Linked DNA regions of Bicyclus anynana: region 1 is linked to region 2. Evidence: chromatin contacts called from public Hi-C data. All regions are on one chromosome and are shown on one strand. The core of a region is the stretch at or near the end of the contact, and the rest is flanking DNA. Distances in the headings are between cores, read along the strand shown.

Region 1 (2,829 bases), core at 169-2,668, 62 kb after region 2:
TGAATTGTTTGACTTTGACTTTAAGAAGTCCGCTAATTGTTGAATTGTCATTATCTTCAACTACAAAAGCCAAGTCACGGAGAGGAGCTTCGTGACTTGATAAATAATAATCTCCAGGGATCATCCAATTGTTTCACAATCGCTTGACAACTATTCAATTTGGAGAAAGTCATTGTTAGAAATGTCTCGTTGTAATTTATTGTCAAAATGTGATACTGGGGGAGGAAAAGTGAAATGAGTAAAAAAGTGGTCTAGATTCTTTCTAAAATGATCATGGTAAGCCGTGGACTACCAAAATCAGTACCCTTCTTTTTGGCTTCGCCATAGTCGGGTAAAAATAGCTAATAGATCTAATATCCACATCACCGTGTTGTAAATCGTAGCGTACGTATGTCTATCAAAAATCCATGAAGAAGGGGAAGCTAAATCAGCGTACTACTAAAACAAACAACTCTAAAATAATAACTCTTCCCTAGGCAGGTAATTAACTTTTATCCGCCATCTAAAATTTTAATGAAGCAGTCCTACGTTTTATCGCTGATAAAATTAAACTTGATTTTACGTAGTAAAGATAATAAATTATAGAAAAACCAGTAAGTACGGCATTAATTTACTAAACGATCTTTAATTAAGTATGCACGAATATAGGTATAAGGTACATGACTTATAATTTAAAACAGTGTCCGAGACCGTATAGATACCTTCAGTGACTCAATTAGTAGTATTAAGACTAGGTTTCCTTAAATGTTATTGATCGATTACTTCTTCACATTTGTTTGTTCTTCATCATTTTGTTGTTTGTCTTTTTTCTTTTTGTTTAGATTAAGTTAATAATTTGTGGTATGTACCCTATGTAAGCATGTTGTGTTTGCTTCAAGTAGGCACAATTACATGAGGATGAGTAGAAGCTATTTTTAATATATGTTAGGTTAAGTCATTGTGCCAGTTTAGAAAACCAATAAAAAAAAAATTAACCGTTATTGTAACTAAAGAGTTTATGAAATAAAATGATAAACAACTTTATAATTCATCAACGGAAAATAACAACGATATAATAGGCGTTCTTATTGCTAAAATCCAACTCGTAGACATAACATAAAATAAAGACGAGGACTAATTTAGTCGTAAAACTATGTTGTTTCCAAATGTCAAGGAAAACAGACATAGGGCAGCTTTTTGTTCCGGAATGTCTTTCGGGACGAATGCCCATAAATCAAGCTACTTGTGTATCGTTGTGGCAACACAACACAGCACCGGAAAATAATAGCTAGTTACATTTCACACAAATGGCTTCGCACAAAACACACAAGACGTAATAATCATTCATAATAATCCTGTTTCATTTCGTATATTGCGTACACGGGAACGAGCGGTACGCGATGTCTCCCATAGAAATAAATCGCTCCTCATTCCTCCATCCCGATTTGGTGAAACGACTTCTGTACCTTGCGCTGATTTATTTAACGCCGTACTAGGAACTATGGACCGTAAGAATGTGAGCTACCGTTGTGACTTATTAAGCCCTATCTGTTTCTTTAACAGGGTTGCCTATTACATCCCTATGTCCTTTACGCAACCTTTTGTAAACTTGCTGTTTTATTGTTGAAGTTTTTATGTCTTAGAATGTTCTTACACGATATTTATTACCTATTACTATTACTCTGTTTTCAATGACCAGATGATTAACTTTATTAAATGAAAGCACCTATCATATTAAAGCTATTTACTAAGCAATACCTCGATAGGAAACAGTTATGTCAATATTTAATATTCCTTTAACTATATTTAGTTTACAAGCACTTTTTAAAACGTCAAGATTGGCTATTTTTTTCCTGATTTCAATATTTCTTAATACTTATACTACTAATACTTAAAACTGTAAATATTCATAATTTGGATACAATTCCATAGCATGGCGCTATCGATCGTATAAACAAAACTTTTATTTTTAGGTTATGAGTTGAATTACGAATCACTGCATTGGGATTTAATGAACCTTCACACCATAACAGTTGCTTTGCTCTATTATGCATTGGGCAATGTTTTAGCGTAACGAATTCCCACAATTGCGAATGGCTAAAATACGTATGGCTGAGCGAAGTCCAACGGAATTGGTATCAGACCGTAACCGTAAAGCGAATGGGTTAATAACCTTGATTCATCTGTTACGATGGGTGCTTTTGTTGTTTCGAAAAAATATGGCTATTCTTTCAATTACATGCCAGTACAGTGGATGCACTGGATCATGATTAGTTACCATCGTTGTACAACCTAGATTGTAAATTACCATTTTAAAAGCTAGCGAAGCATTAAGTTGCGTACCGCACGATACTTTTACCTACTCGTACTGTACCTCACGACAACGCTCCTAGCTCGTGGTTTTGCATGTACTGCAAGTGTTTGATACTTAATATTCATGACGTACTAACAAGTTAACGATAAAAACAATTCTAAAGCAAGATTATACAGTGACCTTCTTTAAACTATTATATAACTATCAACCACCATCTTTAAGAATTCGTCAAATTTAATAATCTAGAATTTAGATTATGTCAAACCACGAGAAACAAATTTTACATCGATGATTGTAAATCTAAGTGAACGAAATCTAAAATCTTGTAAATTAAAAAACTTTTTGTAGTCTTTTTACTAATGAACATTACTGGAATACTGTAAATCAAATAAATAAACGAGAGGAAAGTCACATTCCAAAATAAACTCAACAAGGATAATATCTATTTAGGCATATCACAGTCGAGAGTTTTCCGTTCTCGTGTAGAGCCTGTGTCATGTGAGTGACATCAAAATCAGATAGCAATGACAGAGCGT
Region 2 (3,017 bases), core at 140-2,639:
TGCCGGCAAAAGAACTTTTTGGAAGAAAGAAAAGCTTGATTACAGATCTACTTGATCCTTACGGTTTTTGCGGTTATTTATATCAATTATTAAATTAAGTTTATTTAATGCAGATCAGACGTAAGAAAAAAGTTTCTTACATCCGCATTCGTCGAGGACGAAGTCACCAATCGTTATTCGTTAGTAATGTAATAAAATAATTGTAAAAATCGTTGCTGAAATTAAATTTTATAGTTTTGTGAAACAATTCTCAAATTATATGATTATCAGAAAAGAATACTTATACTTAATAAATTTACTTATACTTAAAAAATTATATTTTCTTTAAATTTAGCGTCATCTATTATTTTACCGTCGAACTACGAAGCGGTCACCATGGTATCCGCTGGCTTTTTCGGTCTTGGTATAATTAACAAGCGCTGCCACCTATTGAGCATATGTTAAAACAGCTGGTATCTATCAGATTCCAAAAGATTAAAATTTTATTTTTATTTTAAAATAATAATTATGTTTAAAATAAAGATTTATTATTACTTGGAACAATAATTAGACACCAATTATATATTTTATTCAAAGTTATATTATTAGATAGTTCAAAACCGTGGTAACATATAGCTCCATCTTGTGCAGTTAAATGTAACTACTTGACTGTAAAAAACTTACATATTTTTCTACAGGTGGCGCATGAGGTAATGTTAAATGTTGCCAGTAAAATGACCTTTGCACAAATTGAAGGAAATAAGTTATGTGTCAAGAAAAAAAATGTTTATTTTATCAAAAAATTATAATGTTGAAATCAATATTTTTTTGACAATATACTTTAGTTAAATACATTTATGATAAAATATTAAAGTTAAATTATATTTGCTATTGCTTTAAAAAATAGATATATTAATTTGACAAAAATTAATATCTTTACCTAAAAAAAATTCAATACATATTTTATGATTTATTATACTAATAACATATTAGTTAGACTAATAGTTTAAAGAGGTTTCATGGTATTGTATTGAGGGGTTTAGCTGGATTTACTGAACCGATTTTCAAAATTCTTTTACCACTAGAAAGCCACAATATAGAGTGTCATAGACTATATTTTATCACCGAGAACGGGAACGGTGAACTACGCGGGTGAGACCGTAGGGCGTCGGCTAGTAGTTTATAAATATATGTATCTTTTAAGGCAATTTAAAGCAATTGATACCTAATTTTTTCTTATATTTTCATTAATAATATTAAACCTCACCATAAAACTAAAACAAAGTTTCAGAAAATATAAGATAAAAAGGAATCGTAGGCCTTTATACTTATAAAGCAATCGTGGGGAAATAAAGCAATCGAAAATGGCCACATCGACAACGGCTTCATTCATTTATTTTCATTCGGCCGGCTGCTACGGTCATTGAGTGATGTCGTTGTATAATAAGTGAAATGGCGGGATTTCGTGAATATGAAAAGTTTTTAACAAACTTTATTTTCTCGTTTTCATGAACGAAACCGTCTTTAAAAACAAAAGTACAGATTGTACATTGATATAAAGCTATATAAATAGTAAAGTTAGTGAAAGTTTGCCGGTTAGGATGTCGGTTAGTTCAAAGTGGCGGTTACCTGACATTTTTTGTGTGGTGTGTTGAATGGTTGCCGGAATTAAGTTAAATTCGCGCCGCGGGAATGGGTGAATAATCTGTTGTAGTTGTTTCGGGAACATCTACTGAGATGCCTTTTGTGCAGCGCGTGTTGGAGCCAAAGTTTCTCTCACGAACGAGTTTGCGAGATGAGAACGGGAAGCCTAAGGTCACAGATGAGGAACTCCAAGCGGTGACCAACTGTACACTTAGCAATGCGCTCCGGCAGCTCGCCTCTCTGGTTCTCCTGGCTGAAGACATCTTCAGCGAGCTCACGTCGCAGCTGGAAGGAATAACCGAGAGGTCGAAATGTGCGCGGACGAAGATTGAACGTATACACGACCTGGTCGAGAAGTATGACCCCAAGATAGTACCAGTCCGTAAGTACCATATAATGGCATTACACTAAACTTTTTTTAAGTTTAATTAACTTAATCTTGAATGTAGGTATCTGTAGGTACATATTAATTAAACATAGAAAAGATTAAAATATGGTAAGTAGGTAGGGTTAGTAACGAAGAATTTAAAAGTGCATACCTACTCAGTAGGGTTAGTATTATTTTACTACAATCAAGCCCGATGGAAAAGCAATGAATAGTTCTGTTCCTATGAAAGTCGTACATAATAGGTAGGTTCCTGATTTATGTTCCTAATAATTGTTGTAATGTATGTTGTACAAGTAAGCAAATAATTTACCTACTCGTGTGATGTACTTATTTTAATTTCACCTTGAAATCATCTCTGTAATAGTACGTTGACCTTTACCAGGTAAGTAATAAGTTATTTAGCTTAACTTTTAATCTTTTAATTAGCTTAGATTGACTCGTAAAAGAAATTGAAAATACCTTTTGACCCGAGCTTGAGATTTTATAATATTAAAATCATTGAGTTCAAGAGCAAAAAATTCAAGGTGAGGACTAAGTAATATATGTAATTCCTTCATTAATTTCTTTTTTATTGTATACGTATGCAAATAATAAGTAACTAGGTATCTTTATATGCAAATAATAAGTAACTTGGAATGTATACTTATTATACACACAATGTGCGTCTATCTTAAGGCGTGAAAAGCATATTCAACTTGGTTCCATCCTTTTATTCATCTTACATGATGAATGACATGAATATAATAAGTCTCTAGCCTTACAAAGATCTAACCTCATTTATGGCCACTTCGATTTTATTGAACAGGTGTAAAATATCTGCTAGATACTCATACACGTCATCTTAAAATACCTAAACATACCTTCCTTCTTAAATTGCATCATCACTTACCATCAGGTGAGATTGTAATCAAGGGCTAACTTGTAAAGAATAAAAAAAAAAATTCTTTGATAGGACGCAAACCGCATAGCCGCACATCAAAGTACAGTATCAATTAAAAATAGGTAA

Evidence for each region. A called contact is a pair of places that touch in the nucleus more often than the background predicts.
Region 1: a Hi-C map of whole larva shows a contact between it and region 2, with 2.9 times the contacts expected there. The contact joins the enhancer-like site here to the promoter of LOC112042852 in region 2. A contact is called at or near these places in 2 of 2 Hi-C or Micro-C datasets (whole body and whole larva).

What each region holds. Positions count from the first base shown.
Region 1 is chr12:7,800,888-7,803,716 of ilBicAnyn1.1, forward strand. The region is part of intron 1 of LOC112042852; the gene reads left to right. Among protein-coding and RNA genes, the nearest start is that of LOC112042878, 39 kb to the right of the region's middle. Within about 2 kb of position 1,419, at least 7 of the 8 cell types and tissues checked have open chromatin away from gene starts, as enhancers often do.
Region 2 is chr12:7,738,663-7,741,679 of ilBicAnyn1.1, forward strand. It overlaps LOC112042852, which reads left to right and starts at 1,390. Exons shown (of 7, transcript XM_024078025.2): 1 at 1,390-2,005. The coding sequence starts at 1,717.